Linked DNA regions of Mus musculus: region 1 is linked to region 2. A link is a contact called in public Hi-C data. All regions are on one chromosome and are shown on one strand. The core of a region is the stretch at or near the end of the contact, and the rest is flanking DNA. Distances in the headings are between cores, read along the strand shown.

Region 1 (2,700 bases), core at 6-2,505, 1.3 Mb after region 2:
CCTTTTGCAAGGAAGTCGAAGCAGAAGAAAGTGGTCATAGCGCCACCTGCTGGCCATAACATAGCCTGAATCATATCTATCAGCTCTGCTGTACATAGAACTGATCACAAAACCCACTATGGTTGATTTTAATTTTTTAATTTGCATTTGAATAAAACTGAAACAATAGCAGTACAGTATACATATTTCATCAGTTCTCAACGTAGTCTGTTTTTACCCATAATAAAGCTATGGTACTTGTTACTAGTTCAGTTGCCTAGGAGATACTGATGTAATGGGTTACTATGGCAACAGCTGGTCTCTTGAAGGATTGTAAATGATAGGGTTGGCAGAGTTCATAGAGACACATGTTAAATGATTAATTTCATGAGCTTTGTACCAACTTATTTCTTTATGTGAAAAACTAATAGTGAGACCTAATATTTTTAACTTTTTAAAATCTGCCACCAATAATGTCTTTTTATTTACTTTAAAAGAATCAAAGGATAAATAACTCCCAGTCGGCTCAGTCATTGGCTACCCCGGTGGTTTCCGTAGCAACTCCTACTTTACCAGGACAAGGAATGGGAGGATATCCATCAGCCATTTCAACAACATATGGTACTGGTGAGTAGCTTTGCTATGTGCAAATATTACAGTAAACACTTTAAAAAGCATATTTTAAAAGTTATTTTCTTTGCCCTGTTGGGAGCTCGTGTGGGGCCTGTGTCCAGAATGCATGGTACAAGCACCTCTGTCTTACTCAGTGATCTACAGTGCTCCTTTTTAAGTGATGGGAAGTTTTATTTACTCAAATCGAATTCAATATTTCAAAGAAACTGAGCTACTGTCTCTTTAATGTAGTAGAACACTCACTTTCTTGAAGATTTTTAATGTAAAACCTATTTCTAGATCATAAAATATATAGATCCTTTACACTTTTAAACAAAGCTAGTATAATGTGCTAACATTTCAGGATCTATTACTGTGGATCTAGTGTGACATCCTTACTCAGATGGATAATATTTTTTTTTTCTTTTTAAATTCAAATTATCCGTGGTGTTTTATTTTCTTCTTTTCCTAAATCAAAAAACTTTGATTCAAAGTATGTTTTAGAGGTTGAAACTGTGTGATTTTGCTTACCATTTGACAGTCTAATTGTCTCTCTCTCTCTCTCTCTCCTTGCCGCTCCTTCGCTCCCATCTAGAGTACTCTCTGAGTAGCGCAGATCTGTCATCTCTGTCTGGCTTCAACACTGCCAGTGCGCTCCACCTCGGCTCTGTAACTGGCTGGCAGCAGCAGCACCTACATAACATGCCGCCATCTGCCCTCAGTCAGTTGGGGTAAGCAATAGTTATGTCTTTATTTCATAATCAGAGACTGTATCTTTTACATGATAGAAGTCTGTCTTCAACAATGCGCTTTCATGTCCATTAAAGGGCATAACATTTGATTGCTGGGAAAGCCACTTTCTGATCACATATTTCAAGTAGCTTAAATATTCCTTCCCGTGTTTGTTGGTGAAGGGCGAGTGCTAACAGTTAGGCACATTCTTTATATATAGCCTTTCCTTAATACTCTAGGGTCTGTTTCCTCCTCCTTCTGTCAGTAGTGGAGGTTTGGGTGAGGTTTCTGAAGTTTTTATGGGAAATTGAAAGTATTTATAGTTTTTTTTTTTTTTTTTTTTTTTTTTTTTTTTTTTTTACATTTTTGAGCTGAGGTTCTCATTTAGTACAAACTACATGATTTCCTCTAATATGAGTCTACTGTACATAGAATCAAGTGTTGAATTTCTATTCGGGCGTTAAATGTGTGTAACATATATAATAGCATAGGTTGTCTAGTTATAGCCATTGTGTTAAAATATATGCACAAATACTAATTAGCACATGCAGTACTAATTACTGAATATTGGGCATAAAAATAACTTTTGTTGTTTTCTGGTCAAAGTATGTATCTTTCTGCCCCCTTGTGGTTGCTTTGAGGTATATCTTTGTCATAGATGACTTCTGTCGTTTATCTATAGAGCGGTTTTCAGAAATGCCCTGAATCTACAATTTGCACCCCTTCATATAAGAGTGATACCAGACACCTCACTTTAATTTGAACTAATAATTCCAGAACTCAGCTAATCCTCAAAAGAAAATGGAATATAACTACTTCAAGATAAATTATCATATTTTACCAACATCCTACGTGCTCTCCCCACTTTCAGTTTTCTACTAAGCCACTTTAGTTACCAATTAACTAACTAGTCTTGTATCTGTATGCCTAGGGAGGTAGTGATGCAAACAAGCATCACTAATCATTACTACAACTCGCTGTTCTTGCCCCTTTGTCTCCCCTCTCCCACTGAACATCATTTGGTATGGACAGAACATAGACCAGAGTTCTGAGATACCATTCAGCAGTCAGCACTTGCCACGGCCACCCCATTGACTACTCACTGCCATGGAAAACCTAGCCTTCTGTGTGTGCAATGAAGCAAATCCACATGGCATCATGGTTGTGCTTTCTTGAAAGAGTGTTGACATTGAAGATGTATCAAGGCTTTTAACATATTTTACATTTTACATTTTATACAATGAGTTTCTCTTTTTAAGACATTTAAACTTTCCCTCCAGTGCTAATTATGTAAGTAGATTCTGGCTGCAATAACTTTTTATTTTCTGGAAATTGCCACCAAGTTCGTAATACTATCCACAGGAGTTTACATACGTA
Region 2 (2,783 bases), core at 177-2,676:
AGCACCCAGATGTCCGTCAACAGAGGAATGGATACAGAAAATGTGGTACATTTACACAATGGAGTACTATGCAGCTATTAAAAACAATGAATTCATGAAATTCTTAGACAAATGGATGGATCTGGAGGATATCATCTGAAGTGAGGTAACCCAATCACAAAAGAACACACATGATATACACTCACTGATAAGTGGATATTAGCCCAGGAGGTCAGAACATCCAAGATTCAATTTGCAGTACACGTGAAACTCAAGAAGAAGGAAGACCAAAGTTTGGATACTTCGACCCTTCTTAGAAGGGGGTACAAAATACCCATGGAAGAAGTTACAGAGACAAAGTGTAGAGCAGAGACTGAAGGAATGACCATCCAAAAACTGCCCCACCTGGGGATCCATCCCATAAACAACCACCAAACCCAGACACTATGGCAGATGCGAACAAGAGCTTGCTGACAGGAGCCTGATATAGCTATCTCCTGAGAGGCTATGCCAGTGCCTGACTAATACTGAAGTGGATGCTCACAGTCATCCATTAGATGGAGCACAGGGTCCCCAATGAAGGAGCTAGAGAAAGTACCCAAGGAGCTGAAGGGGTTTAAAGCACCCTAGTAGGAACAACAATATGAACTAACCAGTAACCCCAGAGCTCCCTGGGACTAAACCACCAATCAAAGAAAACACAGGGAAGGACTTGTGGCTATAGCTGCATATGTAGCAAATGTCGGCCTGGTTGGCCATCAATGGGAGGAGAGGCCCTTGGTCCTGTGAAGGTTCTATGCCCAGTATAGGGGAATGCCTGGGCCAGGAAGTGGGGGTGCATGGGTTTCGGAGCAGGGAGATGGGAGAGGATAGGGGATTTTCAGAAGGGAAACTAGGAAAGGGAATAACATTTGAAATGTAAATAAAGGAAATATCTAATAAAAACAAAAAAAAAAAACAAAAGAAAAAGAAAAAGAGAAACAATCAATTCAAAGGAAATATTGCTAATTGAAAGAAAGTTTAAAACACTCTCTATTGTTTAGAGATAGCTATAAAGTTCCCCACTCATTTTTTATTCCTTATGGTCCTCCAAAAGTCCCCCAGTTAGAGGACATTCATGTGTGGCCTCTAAGTATAAGGCGATCAAACCATTTGATGAGTATATCCTAGGAAACTGGATATCTGTTGGATTTACATTCTATTTTGTCCAAGCTTCCAGGAGACATTTCTGAAACCACAAGATGGTGCTAGGCCATGCCCTTGTCCATCATCCCTTAAACCTGCTGGGAGTGGTGCTTGTCCTTCACAAAGTCTCCCCAGCCCTTTTCTCTAAAATTTTCCATCTCCCAGTCTTCTCCTCTCCCACGTGCCCCCTACGCTTCAGCCACAGGCATGTCTCACTGCGTTCTGAATATGCCACTTTTTTGAAACTCTATCTTGTCCCAGATGCTGTTTCTTTTCCTGGAGTGCCCTTCCTTCCTTTCTATGCGCAGCGAACTCCCACTCGTGCAATAGGACCTAGCTCAAATGCCATCTCCTCACTGAAAACCTTTGCAGTCCTGCACAAAGCCGCACTCTCCCATTCACAGTCGCCCTGGCCTTTTGAGTTGTCTAGGGGAGGATCCTCTGGACTAATCCCTTGGCTATGAGTTCTGTGAGGGTTGCCAAACCTTTTGAATTTTTAATTTTGATCTTTAATCAAAAGTTCAGTATTCATCTGGAGGAATGATAGTTTTCTGGGCCCTTTCCTGCCTGTCTGATCTCATCCAGCCCCTTTATCTCAGCTTCAGTGTCCTCTTTTCAGGAAGGACATGTAAAAATGGGGGTGGGGGAGTGGGGGGAGCACAAATGAAAAATCATGTAGAAACTTGGGAGGAGCCTTTGTCTCCCCTTTATGGCAAGCAGCAAGGTGTGTAACTAACACTCCCATGACTTTACTGCATTTTAGAGTATTGTCCAGAGAGAATTTAGGGGCTTTATTTTAAATTAAAAACATCCCAATATTAAATATTTGTGAAAAAGAAGTCTTTTGCTTTGACATAGAGTAATTCTTTTAATATATATTCATGGTTGTAAATAATTATATTTATTAATTGTTTAAAATTCAGCATTGAAATCATACATACAGATACGGTTATATAGACTGAACAGGTTATGTTTATGCATTTAAGAATATATATGTATATGCCTGTATAAGTATGTATATAATAAAAATTAATTTAAAAGTGGCAATGATTTTAAAAGAGAGCAAGGACAGATATATGATAATATTTGGAGAAAGGAAAGGGGAAGATAAAGTGATGTAATTATAATCTGAAAAGTAAGATAAATAATTTAAGAAAAATTATATTTATAATATCAACCATGAAAGGAGGAGTGTATAAAACACATCTAAAAGATTAGTAAATTGGTTAAAGAAAAAGAAAATTGTCTTTGAAAAAGGCTTGGGTTGATTGCTGCTCTTCAGGCAACAAAGAATGATGCTTTGTAGTACTTAATGCAGCCAGTGAGCTCCAGAGCTGCCTTTCTGACAAATGTTGCAATCCATGTAGCCAGCACTAGGACATCATGCGTGCGAACCATGGTGCATGTGAGTGCTTGCTCGGTGTCCTCACTGAGTGTGACAGGAGAAAAGACAAAAAAGGTTAAGAGTAACGTCTGCTCCAGACACACTCCCCATCTGTCTTCTTGTCATTGCTGAACTCCTCAGGGTACCAAGTGAAGTGCAGTGTCTTAACTATTTTCCAATGAGGAGGTAATTAAGACCTAGCCAGTGTCAGTTACTTTCCACAAAGACGTAAAGA

What was found. A called contact is a pair of places that touch in the nucleus more often than the background predicts.
Region 1: a contact with region 2 is called in a Hi-C map of cerebral cortex, with 2.4 times the contacts expected there. The contact joins two enhancer-like sites. A contact is called at or near these places in 2 of 15 datasets of contacts at CTCF or cohesin (large pre-B cells and pro-B cells), 1 of 484 Hi-C or Micro-C datasets (cerebral cortex) and 2 of 115 datasets of contacts at active chromatin or transcription factors (large pre-B cells and neural progenitor cells).

What each region holds. Positions count from the first base shown.
Region 1 is chr13:83,655,031-83,657,730 of GRCm38.p6, forward strand. Mef2c (myocyte enhancer factor 2C) reads left to right here. Exons shown (of 11, transcript NM_001347575.1): 9 at 477-606; 10 at 1,187-1,322. Gm52044 (a long non-coding RNA gene) reads right to left here. Exons shown (of 3, transcript XR_003950630.1): 3 at 1-2,700. Among named protein-coding and RNA genes, the nearest start is that of Gm52044, 5.9 kb to the right of the region's middle. Within about 2 kb of position 1,256, at least 37 of the 459 cell types and tissues checked have an H3K27ac peak or open chromatin away from gene starts, as enhancers often do. A contact at or near this core is called in cerebral cortex, where this site is marked.
Region 2 is chr13:82,307,130-82,309,912 of GRCm38.p6, forward strand. No RefSeq gene overlaps it. Among named protein-coding and RNA genes, the nearest start is that of Gm24295, 260 kb to the left of the region's middle. Within about 2 kb of position 1,427, at least 4 of the 459 cell types and tissues checked have an H3K27ac peak or open chromatin away from gene starts, as enhancers often do. A contact at or near this core is called in cerebral cortex, where this site is marked.